4 separate regions of the Mus musculus genome follow, and all the other regions are linked to region 3. The links are chromatin contacts, called in public promoter capture Hi-C maps. All regions are on one chromosome and are shown on one strand. The core of a region is the stretch at or near the end of the contact, and the rest is flanking DNA. Distances in the headings are between cores, read along the strand shown.

Evidence for each region. Promoter capture Hi-C pulls out the DNA fragments that hold promoters and counts their contacts.
Region 1: a promoter capture Hi-C map of liver shows a contact between it and region 3, with 3 times the contacts expected there. The contact joins the promoter of AV064505 here to the promoter of Cep126 in region 3. A contact is called at or near these places in 15 of 39 promoter capture datasets (the 3T3-L1 cell line, 3T3-L1-derived adipocytes, cranial neural crest and 9 more) and 1 of 9 other capture datasets (liver).
Region 2: a contact with region 3 is called in a promoter capture Hi-C map of embryonic stem cells. The contact joins the enhancer-like site here to the promoter of Cep126 in region 3. A contact is called at or near these places in 8 of 39 promoter capture datasets (the 3T3-L1 cell line, cranial neural crest, embryonic stem cells and 4 more) and 1 of 9 other capture datasets (embryonic stem cells).
Region 4: a contact with region 3 is called in a promoter capture Hi-C map of stem cell-derived epiblast-like cells, with 4 times the contacts expected there. The contact joins the promoter of Trpc6 here to the promoter of Cep126 in region 3. A contact is called at or near these places in 3 of 39 promoter capture datasets (cranial neural crest, embryonic stem cells and stem cell-derived epiblast-like cells) and 1 of 9 other capture datasets (pancreatic islet).

The regions. Positions count from the first base shown.
Region 1 is chr9:7,694,346-7,697,055 of GRCm38.p6, forward strand. AV064505 (expressed sequence AV064505) reads right to left here and starts at 1,286. Exons shown (of 4, transcript NR_126562.1): 1 at 1,149-1,286. Mmp7 (matrix metallopeptidase 7) reads left to right here. Exons shown (of 6, transcript NM_010810.5): 2 at 811-1,037; 3 at 1,123-1,271; 4 at 1,702-1,830.
Region 2 is chr9:7,720,433-7,723,218 of GRCm38.p6, forward strand. It overlaps the pseudogene Cbx3-ps8. Among named protein-coding and RNA genes, the nearest start is that of AV064505, 26 kb to the left of the region's middle. Within about 2 kb of position 1,304, at least 15 of the 459 cell types and tissues checked have an H3K27ac peak or open chromatin away from gene starts, as enhancers often do. A contact at or near this core is called in embryonic stem cells, where this site is marked.
Region 3 is chr9:8,133,164-8,136,207 of GRCm38.p6, forward strand. Cep126 (centrosomal protein 126) reads right to left here and starts at 1,283. Exons shown (of 11, transcript NM_001045524.2): 1 at 935-1,283. The coding sequence starts at 1,047.
Region 4 is chr9:8,542,779-8,545,580 of GRCm38.p6, forward strand. It overlaps Trpc6 (transient receptor potential cation channel, subfamily C, member 6), which reads left to right and starts at 1,364. Exons shown (of 13, transcript NM_013838.2): 1 at 1,364-1,820. The coding sequence starts at 1,654.

The DNA of each region.
Region 1 (2,710 bases), core at 36-2,535, 440 kb before region 3:
TATGTATGTGTGGTTTTGTGTATATGTGGCTGTATGCATGTTTGTGTATATGTATGTATATGTGTATGTATGTGTGTTTATATGTGTACATGTGTTTATGTTTGTATGTATATGTGAGTCTGTGTGTGAGTATGTGTATGAATGTGTTTGTGTGTATGTGTATATATGTGTGAGTATGCAAGTGTGTTCATGTATGAGTATGTGCATGTGTATGTGTGTACATGTATGTATAGTGTATGCATGTGTGTGTGTATATATATATATATTGTATATTGTAAGTATGTCCATGCTTGTGCATGTATGTGTGTGTATGTGTGAGTGTGTGTGTGTTTGTATGTGTGTGTCTGTGTGTAGGCCATAGTTTGATACTGGGCATCTTTATTGATCCTCCTGTCTCTCCCTCCCTGGCATTGGAGTTACAGAAGCACCCAATTTTTAACATAGGTTCTGGGAATCAAACTCAGATTTTTGAGGTAAGCTCTTCTCTGACTAAGACATTTCCCCAACCTTTCTTGTGCTTGCTGAAGACACACTGACACTTCTAACTACTCTAAAAATAAGAGCAAGCTTTAGAAAGTGGGTAGTGTGTTTATCCTCCAGGTATGCACGGAGAATACAGTATGCTATGACATTTTTCTCTCCGTCTTATGCAATAGCATAATATTCCATCTCCCCTCACCAGTAATACTTGCTTTATTCCATAATTGCATAACAATTCTGTCTTCAAATTACTATCTAAATCCATAACAACGTCATGTATAAGGGATGCAGATTTTCAAATAAAAGATTTTTTTGTTCTCTGTCTACCAGAATTATCTTAGAAAATTTTACCCTCATGACTCTAAAACAAAGAAGGTCAATAGTCTAGTGGACAACCTCAAGGAAATGCAGAAGTTCTTTGGCCTGCCCATGACTGGAAAACTCTCCCCCTACATCATGGAAATAATGCAGAAACCTAGGTGTGGAGTGCCAGATGTTGCAGAATACTCACTAATGCCAAACAGTCCAAAATGGCATTCCAGAATTGTCACCTACAGGTGAGGCTCATTTTAGCTCATTCTGGTGGAGGCAACAAAACCCTTTTCCTGAGAACGCAAACACTGAATTCTTGTGTGCCTTCAGAATTGTATCCTATACTTCAGACTTACCTCGGATCGTAGTGGATCAAATCGTGAAAAAAGCTCTCAGAATGTGGAGTATGCAGATCCCACTGAACTTCAAGAGGGTTAGTTGGGGGACTGCGGATATCATAATTGGCTTCGCAAGGAGAGGTAAGAATGGCTCCTTCAGGCTAATCCTGTGTGCTGTTTATATTAGTGTTCTCCTTTCAAAATTTAAGTCCTTTCATGAGCACTCAAGTCAGCTTTTATTGGTGAAACATATGTTTAACTTATGGGAGAGGGTTTGATTTCTATTTTCAGTATCACACACATGCACACGCACACACACACACACATACGGTTTTAAGATCCTTCAGTATACAATGGTCGACAATGATAATCAGAGGATCTAATAAAAGCCAGATGCCTGGACCAGATCCACAGCCAGCTCATTCTCTGTGTTAAACTGACTATTGGTACCAAGAGGGTCAACCAATTGAACTGGCTTCTTTCTCCAATATTCATAATCACATGATTATGGAGAGAGTAGAAGGCCAAGAAAAACCTAGACACTGATAGTAATTACTGTGTGCTTTTGCAGATCATGGAGACAGCTTCCCCTTTGATGGGCCAGGGAACACTCTAGGTCATGCCTTCGCACCTGGGCCAGGCCTAGGCGGAGATGCTCACTTTGACAAGGATGAGTACTGGACTGATGGTGAGGACGCAGGTACAGTATCCTATGTCTCTTCTATGATCATTGCTTTAATTATAATCATTAGAGGCCCCTTAAATGTCAAGTAATATACTAGATGTGTTAAATGTTTTATCTCATTTAATATTTTCTTTTTTTAATTTGTGTGTGGTATATGTAGAGACCTACTTGATAGGAAAGAACTGACTGTCACAGGTTGTCCTCTGACCTCCATATTTGTACTGTGGCACAAGTATACATATAGGCACAGATTAAATAAAAATAAATAAATAAGATAAGATAAGATGGGGTGAGAGATGGAATGGGATGAGATAAGATAAGATAGGATATGAACCAGAAGAGCAGTCAAAGCAGTTAGCTGCCCCTACCTAGCCCAAAGCTAACATAAAGATCAAAGTTAAACTCATTAACTATCTCAGAACTTGAGGCCACAAAGAACAGCTTCTAACTGACTACAAAATTAAAGCCAACACTAACCATATGCAGTGAATTTAATTATGTCTTCCTTGGTAACCCAAGGAGATGGACATAGTTCTCACACCCAAGGCTCCCAAAAATGCTCTGGTCAGAACTTCTCCACAGAAGCTTCAACACAGAGATTTGAAGTAACTGGGTCAGTCCCCAGTGCATTCTGTCCCCTCCCCCACCCTCCCCACCCCTCCCCAACACCACCTCCTCAACACCCCACTTCGCCTTCCAGAAAAGCATATAATTCTTTCCCTGAATTCTGGTTTCATAAAGAACTACTGTAGACACTTTTTCTGTTCTCCTTTGGCTCCTTATCTGGGAGGTTGGTTTAGGGTATATGTTCTTAACCTTAGGTTACTCACTGAAGGACCAAAGTTCTTTTTATTTCTATTTTAATTTGAATGTGACATGTCCCCATGAATGCCTG
Region 2 (2,786 bases), core at 54-2,553, 410 kb before region 3:
ATGGCTTACAAAATTTAGGATTCTAGTTGTTGTGCCCAGCGATTGAGTTACCATTGATTCCGAACTAAGTGTGTGTGGTGTTTTCCTTCGTGCAGCGGTTCAACTGGGTTCCAGAGAGAAAGGTACAGCAGCAAAGCATAGGTTTGCCAGAAGTGCACCCCAAAAAGCCACCAGTGGGAACTTAGAGAGCTGGATGGAGAGATTTTGGAGCTCTGAGTCAGTTTCCACAAGATGAGGACAGACTGCCCATGCTGCCAGTGCCTTGCTGGTGTAGTGTGAATTGTATTTTTGAATATTTCCCACAATACTGGTGTATGACTCAATGGTAGAATAAACACCTGCTTAGCATGCACAAACAGTGTCTTAAGGTCAACCCCCAGCACTAAAAAAATAAAATAAAATAGAAGTCAACAGTTTCCTAACCCACAGTATTAAAACAATAAGCCAAAGTCCTAATTAAAATTTAAAATTTATTGAAATTAGAAAAGCAATGGATTATACATAATAGTAGAATCCACAACTATTAATAGCATCCCCTTTGGTTTCATTATTTTTAACTGGTTTTATTAAATTTTGTTTATTGTCGGGAGGAGTATGTGTAGGCACAGCATGTACAAGTACACTGGCCATCAAGCACTTTGACCCACTGAGCCACATCTTTCTTTTTTTTTTTAAATTTTTTATTAGGTATTTTCCTCATTTACATTTCCAATGCTATCCCAAAAGTCCCCATACCCTCCCCCAACTCCCCTACCCACCCATTCCCACTTCTTGGCCCTGGCGTTCCCCCTGGTCTAAAAAGTCACGTGACTTCTTAGGTTCAGGTTCCCCAAGAACAGAATAGAATCTTAGCATTTACTTCTCTGTTCCATTTAAAAAACAAGTGAAATATAACTAACTTAAAGCTATTAAAGACAAAGACTGACAACCAGTCTCAGCAAACCTCAAGTGAGAACAAAGATCTTGGCTCCCAGTTTCAACCCCAACAGAATAACAAAACCATTCTAACTGAAAGTAAGAAAGTACACCTGAGGCCAGAACACAAGTGCCCAGTCCCCGGTCCCCAATCCCTTCTGTCTGCAGTGGAACTGGAGATACTCTGGACTCCATGATCTACATGGAAAATCAGGGAAGCTCAAGTTCAAAGACCACGCCTTGAGCCACTCCTCTTCCCCACCAACCTGTCCCTCTACTGGTCCCTCTTCCTTCCATGTTCTTGACTAATTTTCCTCTCCAGCACTCTGTAGCAGGGTACACACACACACACCCCATTTCAGTAGGTAGTCTTTTCCTTTCACCTCCTTTCTTTGATGAGCTAGGAAGTGAAATGCAAATGTGTTCCCTTCTTTTTGAAGAGCTAAGCCCTCCCTTCCCTGGAGCAAAGAGAAACTTGTTTTTCAGGTTATGCATCTGAGGTACCACAAAAGAAAATCACAGGTAAAAGACCAAGAGGAAGGAAAGCTTACCTAGACTCAAGGCACTTTGGGACAAATTCTGTGAGTTTAGAAAGGGGACATGCCAGACTGCTCCTCATAGTCACCTGGAAATCAGTAAGACGTCAGACACAAGTACTTGGCTCATCTAATCTACAGTGCACTGGGCACTGGGTTTCAGAGCTTTCCAAAATACTCAGTGTATTTGGTAAACTAAATGTATCATGAAAATTGCTAGATGCTGCCCAACGACAGAATGCTGCAGATGAGGACAGGGGACAGATCAGCTATCAGGAAGTGGTAATGAGGTAAGAGTTCTACCTTGGTGCAGGTAGAGCTTCTGACAGAGGTTTCACAGCTGGTAGAACATTTACAGCTATGTGTCACCAAGCCCAGTTGGTTGGCAACTGGGAGTCAAAAGAAAGGTGATGATCTGGCAGGCTTGAGTTTGGAACCATAAAAATGGTTCAGCCAATAAAGAACTTGACAAGGATCATGAAGACATGAGCTTGTTCTTCAGGATCCAAGGAAAACAGCAGAGCTAGTGGCATATTCTTGTAAGCCTAGTATGGAGAAGCCAGAGACAGATGGGTTCCTGAGCTCCCTGAGCAGTCAGCCTGGCCTAATGGGGGAGCTGAAAGTCAATGACTCAACACAACAAGGTGAGTGGCTCCTTGGGAACTTGCATGATTTCTCTATATGTATGAACACACGTGTACACATCCTTAACACACACACCCTAAAAGCAAAGGAAGGAAGGAAGGAAGGAAGGAAGGAAGGAAGGAAGGAAGGAAGGAAGGAAGGAAGGAAGGAAGGAAGGAAGGGAGGGAGGGAGGGAGGGAGAGAGAAAGGGAGGGAGGGAGGGAAGGAGGGAGGGAGGGAGGGAGGGAGGGAACCTGTTGGTGTACTGGCTATTCTTATGTTAACTTGACACACCTATTAGAGTTACCTGAAAGGAGGGGAGTTTAACTGAGAAAAATGCCTCCATAAGATCCACCTGTAAGGTATTCATTTTCTTAACTAGTAACTGAAGAAGGAGGGCCTAGCATATTGTGATTGGTTCCATCCCTGGGCTGTTGGTATCTGTACCAGCACCTGCCTCCGGGTTGCAGCCCTGTTTGAGTTCATGCCCTGGCTTCCTTCCATGATGGACTATGATATAAAAGTGTAAGTCCCCTCGGATGTGGCTGAACCGAAGCGAGCAGGCGGGAGACTCTGCAGGATCCGCGGCCCTGAGCATCGGAGCGGTGAACTCTTCAAGTCTCCGATTAAATTTTAAAAATGTCCTCCAATAAAACTACATTGCAAAAAATGGGAAAGAAACAACATGGAAAGAGTAAAAAAGTTGAAGAG
Region 3 (3,044 bases), core at 33-2,532:
CAGAATGACCCAGGGATGGAAGACAAGTTCCTGAGGAGAGAGTATTTGGGCATTAACGGAGCCCTAACGTACCTGCATTCTTAGAGCCCAGAGGAGGGTCAGCCGAAGAGGAGACCCTTGATGAAAACTCATGATTTGCTGTTAAAACTGTTAAGAGCATATCCTAGCAGAAGGTGGGACCTAGGGCTGAGGAAGTGGAGGGAGGCTGGTAGTGGTGGAAGGGACTCCATTTCCTGAGAAAAACATGAGCAAACATCATCACCACCAGCCAGTCTTCTGAGACTATGAAGGGTAAATTCTAATTATCATAATGTTCTCTGGAAGAATAAACCCGCTTTATGTACTTAAAAAACAAAGCGTATTGACATTTCCACAATGTTTATGTTACCAATAGTAACATCAAATTGAAATTCAACGATTTCTCATGGAAAATCAGAAATAATCCAGATTGTCAAGATTCGTGCCCCCTGCTTTTCCTTTCGTCTGTGTGACAACAGAGTGGACAGAGATGGGATACAAAATGATCAGAACGAACTAGGGTTCTCCAGCTCTGGGAAGGGTGTGCGGCTAACAAGTAAAACGGAACAGCCCACGATTTTAGCCTCGGGCAATTTCTCTTTCTAAGGAGCAGGACTAAGACGTCTCTGTAAGTAAAGGGTGTAACGCTGTAATTCAAAAAGGCGAATCTTCGCCCGTCCAATACAGGACCGATGCATTTAAAAATCCACAAAAATCTGACAGCCAAGTCGAAGTGCGGGGGTGGGAAGGAGGGGGAAGAGGTCACAAAGTAGGAGACAAAAGTGTAACTTCAGGTCGGGGTGGGGTGGGGTGGGGTGGGGTGAGAACTGCTAAAGCAAATATCCGCACTGAAAATGACTTGCCAGTTTCCATGCCCTTGCCTGCGTGCTCCAGGGGGAGGGCGTGGAAAGGATACAGGTAAGCGCCGGGTCGCGGCCGACCGCCGCCGTCACGGGCGCCCGGCGCGTCTGGGGGTCCGGCGCCCACGCCTGCGCCTGCGCTCTGGGCTCCGGGCCTGCCCGCCAGCATCCTTCACCTCAGCGCCGTCCGCATGGCCGCTCGGCCTCCCTCGTCCTCTCCTCGGCGCTCCGGGCAGTGCGTCTCCCAGGTCTCGCGTCACGGGCGTCGCAGGCTCGGCTGCGGCAATCCTGGCTTCGCAGCGGCCCCGGCGACAGTGGCGACGGCAGCGGCGAGGGCGGCGACCTCGCAGGGCGACGGCGGAGGTGGCGGCCGCGACCCCGCCGCAGCCATCTTGACAACCAACCGACGCCGCGTCCTTCGCGACGGAAACTAGGCGGAACGCGGGGCGGGGCTGCGAGGGGGAAGCGGCCAATGAGGGGCCGGCTCGCTCAAAGGGGCGGCCGAGGCGAGCTGAGGTAAACTGCGGCGAGCCGAGGTTAAACCAAGTTAAATGGAAGCAAGCTAAGGAAAGCAAGCTAAGTACACTGAAGCACACCGAGGTGAGACAAAGTAAGCCAAGGTAAACTGAGGTAAACAGAAGTTGAAATAAACGGAGGCAAGCGGAATTAAACGGGTATGCTGAGATGAGATGAGGTAAACTGAGGCAAGCTGCGCTTAAACTTAATTAAGCAGAGGGAAGCTGAGGTAAACTGAGGTACACCGCGGTGTGATGAGATAACTTGAGGTGAGCTGAGGTTTAACTGAATTACTCAATCAAGCTTAAGCAAACTGAGATTACACCTAATTAAGCAGAGAGAAATTGACACAAGTGGAGGTACACTGAGGTAAGATGATGCAAGCTGAGGTTAAAGCGAGTTACCATTTACGAAGGTAAAATGAGGTAAGCTGAGTTATACTGACTTAACTAAAGTAAACTGAGGTGAATTGAGGTTAAACTGAGATGAAGTAAACTGAGGCAAGTTAGGGCAAGTTGAGTTGGGCAGATGACTCGCAGTTGTGAGAGAGCATAGCTGAACTGTACTTTAGAGCTTGATTCGGCTCTTCCCTTTTCTGAGTGTTTTCTTGAGAGTATTAACAGATGAAAGACAGTGAATGGAAAATTCCTAGATACGGGCAAATATTACAGACAGCCTGGAAATGATTATTTGGGGCATAATTTGTTAGGTATGGAATCCTGTGGTGAACTTTTAGATGGTGAGACCTTTCCCATTATCACTCTTTTCAAAACTACTTTCCCTTGTAGAGGTGAAAGGAAGAGGAGGAGGAAGAGGAAGAGGAGGGAGAAGAGGAGAAAAAGAAAGATAAAAAAGCTTTGCAAAGTGGAAATTTTCTTTCCTCACTTGCTCTCATCCATTTCTTGATACTTAGGTCATTTTCTCTCTGCTGTCCCACTTCAAAAGATCGTTATGGTCCTTGATTGGCTGCCAGAATCTGCAAATGGACCATCACAGCAAAAATGGCCTGAAAAGAAGTCCAGATTTAGCTTAATAATCTCCTGGGAAGGTATGCCAAAAGAGATCTGTGTATTGAAATGGCTTCTGTATAGAAAATTAAACAGTTTTGAGCCACTAGGTTAATGGCTATATAAATGAAAATCTGGACCAAAACTGGGCCTTTTTGTTGGAGCCCAGTGTAAAATCACAAAATTTGACTGGATGTTAGATTTACATTTTATTTTTGTGTATAAAAATTTCCAAATTGCTAGCAGAATGTACAAACCAAATAAAGATCACTCACCCACCATTCAACTTTGTGAACTTAAAGCAATTCAAATAATAAACTTTCCAATTGAAACTGTTTAAAACTGGCTATTTTAATAATGGAGATATAATAATTCAAGTTGGAATGTGTTCAGGGGACTGAACTTTTTATTGTGCTACAAGTCCAGTTTTGATTTTAAATGTAAAGTGCTTATCTTATTCAATATCATGCCACAAGGACAAAACAAAGCATAATCCTAATGAAGAAAGGAAATTATGCTTGGACAACTAGCTATGTTGGCATCGTTTTGAATGCCCTAGCCATAAGCATTGACCTTGATTCTATTCCCAATGCTATCATTAGAACTCGGTCTCACCAGGAGTAGTTTGAACCTTAGCAAAGTA
Region 4 (2,802 bases), core at 114-2,613, 410 kb after region 3:
GCAGCCCGAGTGCTCTCCTGTGCAGACTGGTCTCTGAGGGACCTGGGATAGAAGATTGTATGTGCTTTTTAATTTATATGTTTTTTTTTCTTCATCTTTTCTTTTGAGGTAGATTGTGACTCTGTAGGCCAGGCTTGCTTGGAACTCATATATAGTCAAGGTTAGACTTGAACTCTCCCCAATCTTCTGCCTCAGGATTTCAAGTGCAGGGTTTAGAGGTGAGTGTTATATGCTCTGATTATTTAACCAACATTTCTCTTTCCTGGGAGCACTGTTAGGACAGACAGTCCTTCAACTGATTGTCCCTGAATCCTAAAATAGTTGTTGGTATGCATTAAATAGTGATGAATAGTGAGTGAATGGATTCTTAATTTTCTTTTAATTCAACCACTATAAATACTCATTTATTGTGTGTGTGTGTGTGTGTCTGTCTGTCTGTCTGTCTATCTCTGTGTGACTTTCTGTGTGTCTGTCTCTGTGTGCATAGGGTGGGGAATTTGAATGCCCATGTGGATCAATTTAAGTTTTCTTTCTCTGTCAACCCTCCACCAGACTTTTTCAAGCAGGGCTCACTGAATCTGGAGTTTGCTGTTTTGGCTAGATTAGCTGGCCAGCCAGCTTCAAATTAGAGATGTCCTTCACCATGGAAGACTGTTATGTAAATACTGGAGACCTCAACGCATGTCCCCATACTTTTGCTCCAAGCACTTTAACCACTGAGAGAAATCCCATTTGTTCTTGTTGAGAAGGTTTTGATTTTGACAGATGTATGCCAATTGATCAGATTGTTAAAACAAGTTTTCAAAGCAGTTAGGACATTGGAGAAAATACACGATTTATGGCATTCAAATGAATCAGGGAGGATTTTCCTTAAAGCAAGCAGACACCATCGGAAAATGCCCTTTTTCTGTTGGTTTTTTTTCAGGAACCAGGAACATTCCACGGTAAGAACACAGACTGCTCTTCCATTACGTCGGAGCTTGGGAATGGGAGAGAAACATCTCAAGAAAATGAAGGAAGCGTGGAAGAAGGAGAAGATCTCGATTTCTGAGTGTTACTTAAAAGAAACTTCCTCGAAAGCCCTCCCTTGGTGTTACTTAAGAACCCTACTTTGGGAGCAGTTTACCCTCCCAAGCCCAAATAAAGAATGTGCCTGGCTCCCACTAGTTTAGTTTATTCTAGCTCTGTAAGTTGTGGCTTCCAGACAGGGGTCGGCGGATTTCTGGACGGTCCTTTCGATCCCTTTAAAGGTGGGGATCGTGACGGAGGACGTGGGGGAAGAAGGCGGGAGGCGAGGGCTGGAGAGTCACGGTTGACATAGTAACTCTTCAGCGGCTCTCCCTAGCGGCTGCCACTGAGGCCCCGCCTGTGCCCTCTGCCTGGGAGCCTGGGGCCGCCTGTCTGCGCGGTCCGGATGCGCTCAGGTCAAGGTTCCTTTCGCGGCTGTCTCCCAAGCCCCTAACTAGTGACTTCCACTGTGGCGGGCAGGGAAGCCATTGGCAGAACCTAGCCAGTCAGGAATCTGCATCTCTTCCCTCATTATCCTCTCCCTGGCATTGCTTTGCTCGGGTCCAGCTCAGTTGGTGACGCGGCCCCTTCTCCCCAGGTTCCCATCCACGGAAGCAGGGGTGCAGGCCGGCCAGGCACTGTGCCATGAGCCAGAGCCCGAGGTTCGTGACCCGGAGGGGCGGCTCTCTAAAGGCTGCCCCTGGAGCCGGCACCCGGCGCAACGAGAGCCAGGACTATTTGCTGATGGACGAGCTGGGAGACGACGGCTACCCGCAGCTCCCGCTGCCACCGTATGGCTACTACCCCAGCTTGTAAGTATGGGCGAGGGCAGCACGGGTTGCAGGAGTGGGTCCCGTGCGCGCCTCAACAGCCATGTGTCTCCAGACTTCCAGACAAGCGAGGGGTGCTAGCGCAGATGGGACGAGGCTGGCTGCTGGTGAGCACTCAAAGGCTGCGCTCACCCTCAGATTGAGCCCATGTGGTTCCCTCCCCACTACTCCTGTTGGGATACCAGGTCACCACAGGGGATCTAATGCTTGTCACCACAGGGGGAAGGAGAGCTATGCTTGGTCAATGTCTACAGCTCCTGCTACCTTGAGGAACTCTGCTCAACAGGCACGATCTGATCAGGTTCCAGTTTTTGCTCCAGTGATACCTTTTGTGTGATCAGAACTCTAAGGGTCTTTGAAGAAACCCACCATAGTGCACTCTCTAGTTCTACCAAGTCCTCTGGTCTTGAGCACGGATTACTTAGGGAGAGAATGGGCAACCTCCTTCTCACCCTGGAGCTGAGATTAAACGGGGGAGATAGACCTCAGGATTTTGTACCCATAGGATAGAAAAACAGAGACCAGCTCTTTACTAGTGGCATCTCAATAACTACGAGCCTTTTTTAACAACAACAGCACCAGCAGCAACAACAACAACTGACCCCCACTCCCCTCCCATGAGGTTGGTGACAGTGGTGCTGTGAAGGGACAGACAGCAGATAATAGAATGGAGAAACAAAGTCTTCCTTTCTCTTTTGCCCCTGGCAGGCTGTGAGCACTTGTGTAGTAGACCTACAGTATTTCTGGCTCTTTACACCTTCCCTTAATCTCTGCTTGACCGAATACCCAGGTTTCCTGGCCTGTCACAGCCTTCCGCAAGCTGTTTCCTAGGAAAGCCTTTATCAGTTTGGTTAGTTCTTCTAGAGTATGGAGGGGTGGTGATATCCAACCCACCTCCATTGGGGGGTGAGGGGGCTGGCATACCCTGATGACTTAGCTTGGCTTTTAGAGCTGTGATCAGGGC